2 separate regions of the Gossypium hirsutum genome follow, and region 1 is linked to region 2. Evidence: chromatin contacts called from public Hi-C data. All regions are on one chromosome and are shown on one strand. The core of a region is the stretch at or near the end of the contact, and the rest is flanking DNA. Distances in the headings are between cores, read along the strand shown.

The links. A called contact is a pair of places that touch in the nucleus more often than the background predicts.
Region 1: a contact with region 2 is called in a Hi-C map of leaf, with 2.5 times the contacts expected there. The contact joins the enhancer-like site here to the promoter of LOC107891926 in region 2. A contact is called at or near these places in 19 of 34 Hi-C or Micro-C datasets (anther, callus, hypocotyl and 3 more).

Annotation. Positions count from the first base shown.
Region 1 is chrD09:28,873,321-28,878,379 of Gossypium_hirsutum_v2.1, reverse strand. No RefSeq gene overlaps it. Among protein-coding and RNA genes, the nearest start is that of LOC107891928, 15 kb to the left of the region's middle. Within about 2 kb of position 3,604, at least 8 of the 9 cell types and tissues checked have an H3K27ac peak or open chromatin away from gene starts, as enhancers often do. A contact at or near this core is called in leaf, where this site is marked.
Region 2 is chrD09:28,758,608-28,763,286 of Gossypium_hirsutum_v2.1, reverse strand. LOC107891926 reads left to right here and starts at 2,854. Exons shown (of 2, transcript XM_041101831.1): 1 at 2,854-4,101. The coding sequence starts at 3,811. It overlaps LOC107891925 (stem-specific protein TSJT1-like), which reads left to right and starts at 161. Exons shown (of 5, transcript NM_001326792.2): 1 at 161-484; 2 at 1,653-1,893; 3 at 2,003-2,123; 4 at 2,214-2,323; 5 at 2,407-2,703. The coding sequence starts at 282. The coding sequence ends at 2,442.

The DNA of each region.
Region 1 (5,059 bases), core at 2,355-4,854, 110 kb before region 2:
CTCCCCCAAATAAGATGCAATCATTAACAAATAAAAGATGTGAAATTTCAAGCCCTCCCATACTAATCCTTTCTCTCTTAACTAAACCCCTTTGACTTGCCAAACACATCAGTAAGGAAAGCCCTTCACTACAAATCAAGAACAAATAAGGGCTAAGCAGATCACTTTGACGCAGTTTACGTTCAGGTGATAACTTGTTACCCACTACGTCATTGAGCATTATAGAATACATAATAGTATTGACACAATAATGAATAAAATTCACCCATCTTTCCACAATGCCCATCTTCAAAAGCATCTTTCGTAAAAAATCCCATTCCACCCTATCATATGCCTTACTCACATCAAGTTTTAAGGAAATATGCCCCTTCTTCCTATACCTTTTCTGATTAAAATCCTCCAAAATCTCATAAGTGAGTAAAATATTATGAGTGATTAGTCTTTCGGAACAAAAGCACTTTGCGCTTCATTAAATAACAGCTCAACAGTTTCTGAAAATGGTTCACCACAGTTTTTGAAATAATCTTGTACAAAACCGAACACAAACTTATAAGGCGCAAATTTATCATACAATTTGGGTTTGACGTTTTTTGAATTAATACAATGTGAGTATGATTAATGTCTTCTAATGACTTACCTTTGTGTAACACCTCAAGACAGTAAAAACCAACATCCTGGCCAACGATATGCCAATATGACTGAAAAAATTATAGGAAAGCCATTAGGGCCTGACACCTTTGTAGGTGCCATCTCTTTCAAAGCTACAAAAATCTCTTCTTTTTCATATTGGGCTAACAAACCCTTATTCATTTCCTGAGATACACCCCTTCACCTCATTCAAAATATGATTAGAGTTTCTCGAACCCTACGAGGTAAACAATTCCATAAAATACTCCATAACAATCTTACTTATCTCACCTTCGTCGCTGTGTATTTAACCATCTCCCCGATCCAAAGCTTTTAATCTATTTCTCCTCTTCTTTTGGGATGCCACACGATAAAAAAAGCTCGTATTTTTATCTCCTACTTAAACCAATTCACACATGCCATTTGCTTCTAGTACATCTCTTTCTTTTCTAATTTAAAATTTAAGTCCGCCTTACTATCTAAAAAGTTTAAAATGTTATCCTCGTCCCTTTTTCCCAAATTCAGCTCCTCAATCCTTTCAAAAAGGTGCCTCACCCTTCTCCCCTTATCCCATTTAATTCTGTTCACCCATGTTTGTAGGCCCATCCTAAAAAATTCAAGCCTTTGAGGAACATCCCCCTACTATGATCCTAAAGTCGATGGATTTCAGCCTTGCACGAATCCTCTAATGTCCAAGCTGATTCAAACCGGAACCCAGAATTCCTAGGACGCCTCTCTCCTTTATCCGTACACAACAAAAGAGGACAATATTAGAGAAAAAATGAGGTAAATGACGAACAACAACATTAGGAAAATTTATCCACCATGCTGATTTCGCCACACCCCTATCTAGTTTTTCCCTAATGTTGTTATGTGATAAAATTCCTTGCTCCCATGTAAACCAAGGTCCTTCAAAACCTAAATCCTCCAATTGACAATCTGACAACATTCGCTGAAACTCCTCCATTCTTTTTTCATTACGTAATGCTCCCACTTTCTTTTCATAAGAATAAATGATCTCATTGAAATCCCCACATACTAACCACGACAAGCTTTGATCCTTATCTAAATCCTGAAGAAGGCGCCAAGATTCATTTCGATTCCTCGACTCAGGAGATCCATAAAATCCTGTCATCTTCCACTTATTATCATCATTCGCCCCCCATATAGGCACATCAACATGATTTTTGAGAAACTCCGTAAGTGTACTTCCACCTCAGCTTTCTAACCCAAACAAAGTCCTCCACTCGTACCCTCCACAAGAACGTCAATACCATACACAAAACCCCCTTCTTCGATACACAATTTCCATTTTTCCCAAATCAAACTTTGTCTCCATGAAGAAGGCAACTTGGGGTTTATGAAGCTTCAATATTTGTTGCAGTCTCCTTGTTGCTCGTGGAATCCCCAATCCACAAACATTCCAACACAAGAGCTTCATTGCTTCCGGTCAACCTGTCCCTTGGTGGTCACCAATAAAATTGCTTGGTAAGCCTGTAGACGCTCACCCCTTTTCTCTTCAGAATCTAAGATCTCAAAAAATCTATCAGAAAAAAACATTCATTCTTTGTCATTGTTTTTCCATCCATCTCTCCAATCGGATCATTCTCCAAGTCATGTAACATCGGATCTGAAACCAATCTCGAAGGAGTACTCTCTTCCTATCCAAAACCAACCATCAATTTTTCATCAAGTTTAACCCCCAAAACACGATTTATACTATTGAGTGCATTAGAACCCTCAGTCTCTATACAACTATTCCTTAACCAGACATTTTTAGTTACCGCTGCACGTCGTGCTAGAGGAGCTCGTAAGACATGTCCCATCCCAACTCTAACAAATTCTCATCCACTCGTAGCTGAATCGGGCAAGAACTGTCATTATGACCCAAACACCCATACAAGAAACATAACATAATAAGCTTTTCATATCTAAAACGAGCGTAGGAAAAAAAATTGGGAGACACTTGGATTTTTTTCCTCCTCCGTAAGGGAGATCTGACACCAAGTAGCTCCCTAATATGCATAAAAAGCTGATTGCCTCGACTTAGTTGTTGTCAATCATATTCCTCAAAGACCCCAATAAAGTTTTCCAACTATTTTGCAACTGTCTCCGAATAAAACCTAGGGGGCAAATCATGGACTTGTACCCAGAAATGAGTGAAAAACAGAGGAACCAACATCGGGTCCTCCATCTCCTTCAACCTATGAAAAATCAGCAAATGATTATTGGAAGTTTAAGGTGCTCCTCTTATTACCCGTTCAAGATCTACCTTATGAAAAAAACAAAATAAAAAATCTCTTTCCCCCTAGATTTGAGATCTCAATTCCTCCTAAAGGGTGCCAGAGATTTGCCAGAGTCTTTCGCATAGCCTAAAATTGAACCACGCTTGCAATGAGAAAACGTCCCACTAAACATAGATCATACTACCTATTTTTTTCCTTCAAAAATTCCCCGAAATTGTAATACTTCCTCATCCATCCCATCCGAAATACGCAGCCTGTCTAGCTCCGTTTCCATCCGCAAAGACAAAACAAGACGAACAGCCTCGAAAAGAAACAAATAAACCCCTAGATCTGTCAACGTAATTTAAAAACCCAAAAGCAAAAAAATAAAACTCTATTTTAGAGACGTGGAAAAGAGCAGACTTTTTTTCCTTTTTGCTCTGTTTTTTGTTTGGTTTGTTAAAGGATAATTTTAATAGCCAAAGTCAAATTCTATATGCAGTGAGGGTAAAGATCATTAAGGAATTAGCTTGAGATTCCTATCTATATGCAATTATTTGTTGGTCCTCTTTTTTGACATAGGATTCTTTCGTGATTCCTAACATTGAAAAATGTAGATAATTTTATGAAATTAGACATTAATGATAAAACAATTATTCTTATTCCATAGAAATGAGAGGTCATGTGGGGTCTTTTGTAGAACAACAAATAGCAGGCCAATTGGGAATTGAAATGGATAATTCCATAATGCACCATCTCTTACAGTTGTTTTCAAGTTAGGTACACAAATACGTCAAACAAGAAAAGAATATATGTGTGTGAATCTGTCAATTTCCCTTCAAACCCAAAATACTTTTGAATTCTGATATTTAATAAGAAAAGAAGTCTTAATCGTTGGTACTAGTGGTTGTGCTTTAACCCTTTTTTCTTGGGTAGGATTGATTTTATTTTCCTAATTAGAATCCCCTTTCCGTTTGTTTGGATTCCTGCAGTATATTTGCAAACATCAGCCAAAGATTTTCTTAGGGTTCTCCACCAATTCATAACCATTCTCCTTGTTTCGTCTCTTGGGTAGGATGGTTGGTTGGTAGGATTAAAATTTAATGAAAAATAATAGCTTTAATTGTACAATTAAAACTAAGGATTATTATATGGAATACTAAGGTTGAAAAAGTAAAATATGTCTCATTTATTTATTTTAAACATCAATTAATGGTACAAGATTGTAGTTGTTGGAATCTAATTTGTTGAATTAGGAATCAATTAGTATATTAGTTCAAACAAAGGGATTGAACTTGTTGAAATATAGATCGCTCTAAACTAATTGAACTGAGATAAAAAAAATTGGTTGAATTGACCGCTGAACTGACTAATCTCGTCTTTAAAATTTTCAATAACTTTTTTTTTAATTTTATGATGTTAAATAATTTATTTAATTGAAACATGGTCAACGGTTAAATCGATTAGATTAAAAACTAATGAACTAACCAATTCAACCATAAATCTAATTTCAAAAATCATATACATAATAACTTTTAACTTCACTTATAAAATTAAAAAAAAATTATTGAATCAAACAATCATCCTAAAATTTCTAATATTAATGGTGAACATGGAAAGATAAGAAAATAGTGGTGATGCGAGGTAAAAATAAAAACAAGTATTAAAAACATTAATTTAAAAAGTGTCGATATATTATTTATAAACTTTTTAGTAACATTTAACATTTATATTTAATTAAAAATATTGTTTTACATATTTATTTGAATATTTTAATTAATTAAATATTTTTAAAAAAATACAAAAACTAATTATTAAATAATATAAATATATCTATTAAATCAATAAAAAAATTTATAAAAAAATTTAGAAGTCTTTAAATTAAAAATTAAAATTAAAAAAAATATAAAAAATAGATAATTGATCAAATTAAGTAATTTAAAATTTTTATTGAAAAACTAATTAAAATAGAAAAGCTAAATGCTCAAATTAGGGCCCAATCTTTTACAAGTTGCTCACATAAGGGTCAAACCTTTCAAAATATTCATATAATGTGCTAATCTTTAGAAAAAAGCTCAAATAAGGGTTTTCCAAGCACGTCAGCTAAGTTTATAGTAAAAATCAGGTAAATGCTAACATGTTTAGAATAAAATACATTATAGCTTAATCAAATATTACTTGAAAAAAAATAATAAAACATAATTTGA
Region 2 (4,679 bases), core at 1,605-4,104:
TTTAAATAATCACAAAACGACAGAATGAAAAGAAAAAGTGAAAAAACTATAATAAGAAAAAAAATCACCGATCTAGATTTACAATAATATCCCCATCACATATATTTTTCCCTATAAATGAAAATGCCCTCCCTGCCCTTTTTCCATTCCTATATTCAAGCTTTCCAAGACAAAGCTTCATATTATCTTTTTTAGTTCCGACAAAAGAAAACGAAAAAAAAGAAGAAGAAATACAATCGTTTTCTTTTTGAAGTCGGGTTTTAGTTTTTGGGGTGAAAAAAATGTTGGGAGTATTTAGCAGTGCGATAGTGTCTCCGCCGGACGAGCTGGTGGCGGCCGGTTGCCGAACTCCATCACCTAAGATAACGGCGGACGCTCTGGTGAAACGGTTCCTTGAGACGAACTCCTCCGGCGTGTCCATGCACATCGGAGACCATGTCCAATTCGCTTATTCTCACCATAAAGAGTCTCCTTTACAGCCCAGGTAAAAAAAAATCATATATGGTATTGGCTGTTGGATGATCTCAATCGTTGAAAATTAATTATGAATCAAACTTCAGTTGATCATCGAGTGCTTTCGAACGAACCTAGGAATTACTGTAATTTGTTTAATCGAATAATTTACGATTTTTTGGCCGATGATTTTTTATTATCATAAATCATAAAACAAAAGACTAAAAAACGGATGAGAAACGATAAAAAAAAAGAGAAATAAACAGGCAGTCAGAAGTTCGAATCTGACGTGAGATGGAAGTATTTAATGTGTGAATAAAGTTTAAAATGTTTTCTTAATTTCTTTTTCTGCGGAAATGGGAGAGATGGAGAGGCCGTGATTTCACAATCACGTTGATGTTTGAATCCAATAAAAAAGATTCCGACCAGATCTGTCATAGAGATGGAAATTCAATCAATCAAGCGGCTATGCTTGATTTAACGGTACACGTGTCTAACATCCAGGAACTTTTCATAAAGTAAAAAGGCTCAATTATTACAAGGTGCATTAGTTAGGATTTCCAAGTAAGGGCAGTACATTTATGTGAATTAGGATTGCCTAATTTGAATTTTAGGACCCACAATCCTCTCAAGTCGACACTTCATATTTTTCTTTGTTTTTATTTTTCATAATTATTTTAATATACTTTATCTTTTTCCTATTCTGACATGTAATCATTTTCAAGCCAACTTAGAGACCGTATAGATTTGGCCGATGAGATTGAACGGTTTTTCCATTAACCAAAAATCGGGTTTTTTTCTTTAAACTTACATATATTTTGGAATTTAGTATATTCAATTTTTATAAAAAAAATTTAGTTCAAAAATATTTTTGAAAAAGAAAAAGAAAACAGTTCTGTTCAACACAGAGAACACTGTAAGTAGATAATTCTCATAACTCTACCCAAAACATGAATCCCAACATCAAAGGTTCAAAAAGAAACCCTCTTGGAGTCCTTGTTTCAATTGTAAAAATGGATTCGAATAATCTATTTTTGCTATGTTTGAAAATATGAATTTGAATATTTTGATTTTTTTTATATATAAATCGTTCCGATTATATTTGGATTTGGATGAATAACTAGACACACTAAAAAAAACAGTTAATTAAACATGCCATATCACACGGATATAAATTATTGGGCATTGGTAAATGGCAGATCATTTGCTGTGAAAGACGAAATCTTCTGCTTGTTTGAGGGAGCCCTTGATAACTTGGGGAGTTTAAAGCAGCAATATGGTCTGGCAAAGTCAGCAAATGAAGTGATATTGGTCATTGAAGCTTACAAGGCCCTTCGTGACCGAGCACCTTATCCTCCAAACCATGTGGTTGGCCATCTAATTGGGAGCTTTGCTTTCATTGTCTTTGATAAATCCACCTCCACTTTGTTTGTGGCTTCTGTAAGTATTCAAATAGGTCTCACCTACTTTTTTTAAAAATGGTATTATTGACTTTAAGTGCTTGCTTGGTTGGTGTTTAACAACAAGTGAGGTGGTATGATATTGACAGGATCAATTTGGTAAGGTTCCTCTCTATTGGGGAATCACCGCCGACGGATATGTGGCCTTTGCTGATAATGCTGAATTGCTGAAAGGTGCCTGTGGCAAATCTCTTGCTTCTTTCCCTCAAGGTGGATTCCCCTTATACAGTTTTACTGATGTGTTTTTTTAAAGTGGAATCGTGAACTTGAATTGAGGAGCTTCATATTTCAATTATGCAGGCTGTTTCTACTCCACAGCAGTAGGAGGATTAAGAAGCTATGAGAATCCTAAGAACAAGATCACTGCAGTGCCTGCTGAAGAAGAGGAGATATGGGGTGCTAAATTCAAGGTAAAAAATGATTATGTTCATTTTAACCAGCTGTAAATAATATCCTTAATCAATCATTGCTTATGTTTGGTTTGGGGTTTCAGGTGGAAGGGCCAGCTGTTGTTGCTGCCACAGAGTAGTCCTTTGCTTTCTCCTTCTAAATCTATGGATCCATGGAATTATAGGAGCTGCAAATGCATAGCATATGGATCAGTCTCCATATGAAAGTACTTGTAGAGTGGGAAATGAAAAGAAGAAAAAGAACTGTTTGGTTATGAGAAATGGTAGTAACTTTCTGTTTAGGTAGCTTTATGTTAAAACTAGCTTTTATTCCTGTTTCGTCCTTTGTACATCATAATGTCAGCTTCAACTTCGAGTCTAATAAAAGCTTGTTCATCTAATAGCTCGAGTAAGTTCCGACCGACAGTAATTATAATAATAATCAATTTTGTACGAATAGGCCAGGCGACAAAACTAATCCGATCATAGTTCTCAATTCGACCAATGAAATGTTAGAAAAGAAACCATAAGATTTAGTGTTCAATAAAAGAAAAGAATAAAACGAATAAAATGATTTTAATATGAGTTCAAATTGTGGTTCATGAAACTGAGAAATGGGTTGAAGTTAAAGGGTAAAGTTGCAGGTTAGGGATGTCACCACACAAATCCCTAGCCCTAGTTCCTTACTATTTTAGAGTTTTGTCCATTTTGTTTTAAAATTTATAGATTGTATTTTTTTTGGTTGGGTCAATGGTTCATCGGGTTGGATTAATGTTTAGATTAAGTTCCATTATACACAAATGTTACGTGATCATTTTGTCCTAATTATTTGGAGTTTAAATCCTATCATGGGTAATTTCAAATTTATTTTAGTTTAGGTCTGAAGATATTTTGATTTTTAGTTTATTGTGCTTTGTATTGAGTTGATTCTAGTTCAAATTGATGAGACATACTATTTGTGATTTGTACTTAAACTTGTGATTGTACCTGGAATTGTACTTGTATCACCAAAAATTATATAAAATATAAATCAAATTTAATGATTCAAAACCTAATTTCAAACCCATGGATGTGATAGGATTACACTATCTCCAGGCCTAACAACAAGGTCAAAGGCCAAGAAGTCTAAAGTTGGAATCCTTACACTCAACTACGAAACTTTGAAGATGAAGCCCTAAGAGGATATAAAGTAGATGTCCGATCGGTTTACAATCATCATAAATGGATTGATGTCTCATAGAAAGATTTATCCAAATGAAGAGGTGCTAAGGAAGATGCTTCGAAGCGTACCTAAATCGTGGGAAGCCAATGCGACTACAATTGAAGAAGCAAAGAATTAAGAAATATTGACTTTGGATAAGCTCATCGGTTCTTTCCTTACACATGAGATGAGGTTCAACGAAGGGTCTGAAGAATAAAAAGACATGACGAAGAATGTTGGTATTGCTCTAAAATTCACCACAAATGAATATAGTGAATCAAGTGAAGAGGTGAATGAAGGCAAATAGATGGAGATTTTTACTAAGAGATTCAAGAGGTTCATGAAGTCCAATAAAGGAAGAAGATTACAAAAGATTGAGGAATTGAAGTTTGAATCTAGCAAGGAGAAAGATCCCATTATTTGTTATGAGTGCAAGAAACTGGGACACATCAAGTTTGATTGTCCTCAATGGAAGAAGAAGGGATCAAGAAAACAAAAGCTTAAAGCTAATGTGGCTATTTTGAGTGATGAGAATTCCTCCGATGATGAAGATCAAGAAGTAGCCAACCAATGCCTTATGGCTATCAATGATTCTAAGGTAACTTCTAACTCATCTACTTCAAATTCTTATTCTTTCAATATGCCTGTGATGAATTAGGCTTGGAATTTGAATTAATGATTTCCAAATAAAGGAAAACTATTTCAAAACTAAAAGATGAAAATAGTTCACAGTCCAAAGTCAATCATGAACTTGAAAGTAAAGTAAATTATATGCAAGCTATTATAAATGATTTTGAGAAAAAAATTTGTGACTTACATAATTTACTTTCTAAAGTTCATGATGATCATCAAAATCAACTTTAGTTGTTTAAGAGTGAAAAAACTCACTCTAATAAAGTTTTTGAAAAAGGAAAAAATTCAAAATAAAACTTTGTTAAAACTAGATTTAATTTCTATAAACATAGAAGTCCTCCAAGTTTTTACAAAAGAAAATTGTTTAAAATATATGGGTCCCTAAAAGACTCATAACTACTAAAGATAATGGTATCCTTTCTAAATGGATACTTAAAGGGACTAGAATCTTGGAAACTGATGCTTATGAACCCAAAAAAAATTAGGCACCAAAAACAAAAATTTAATTCTATGTTTGTAGGAAAAGGAGCATTGCTTCAAAGA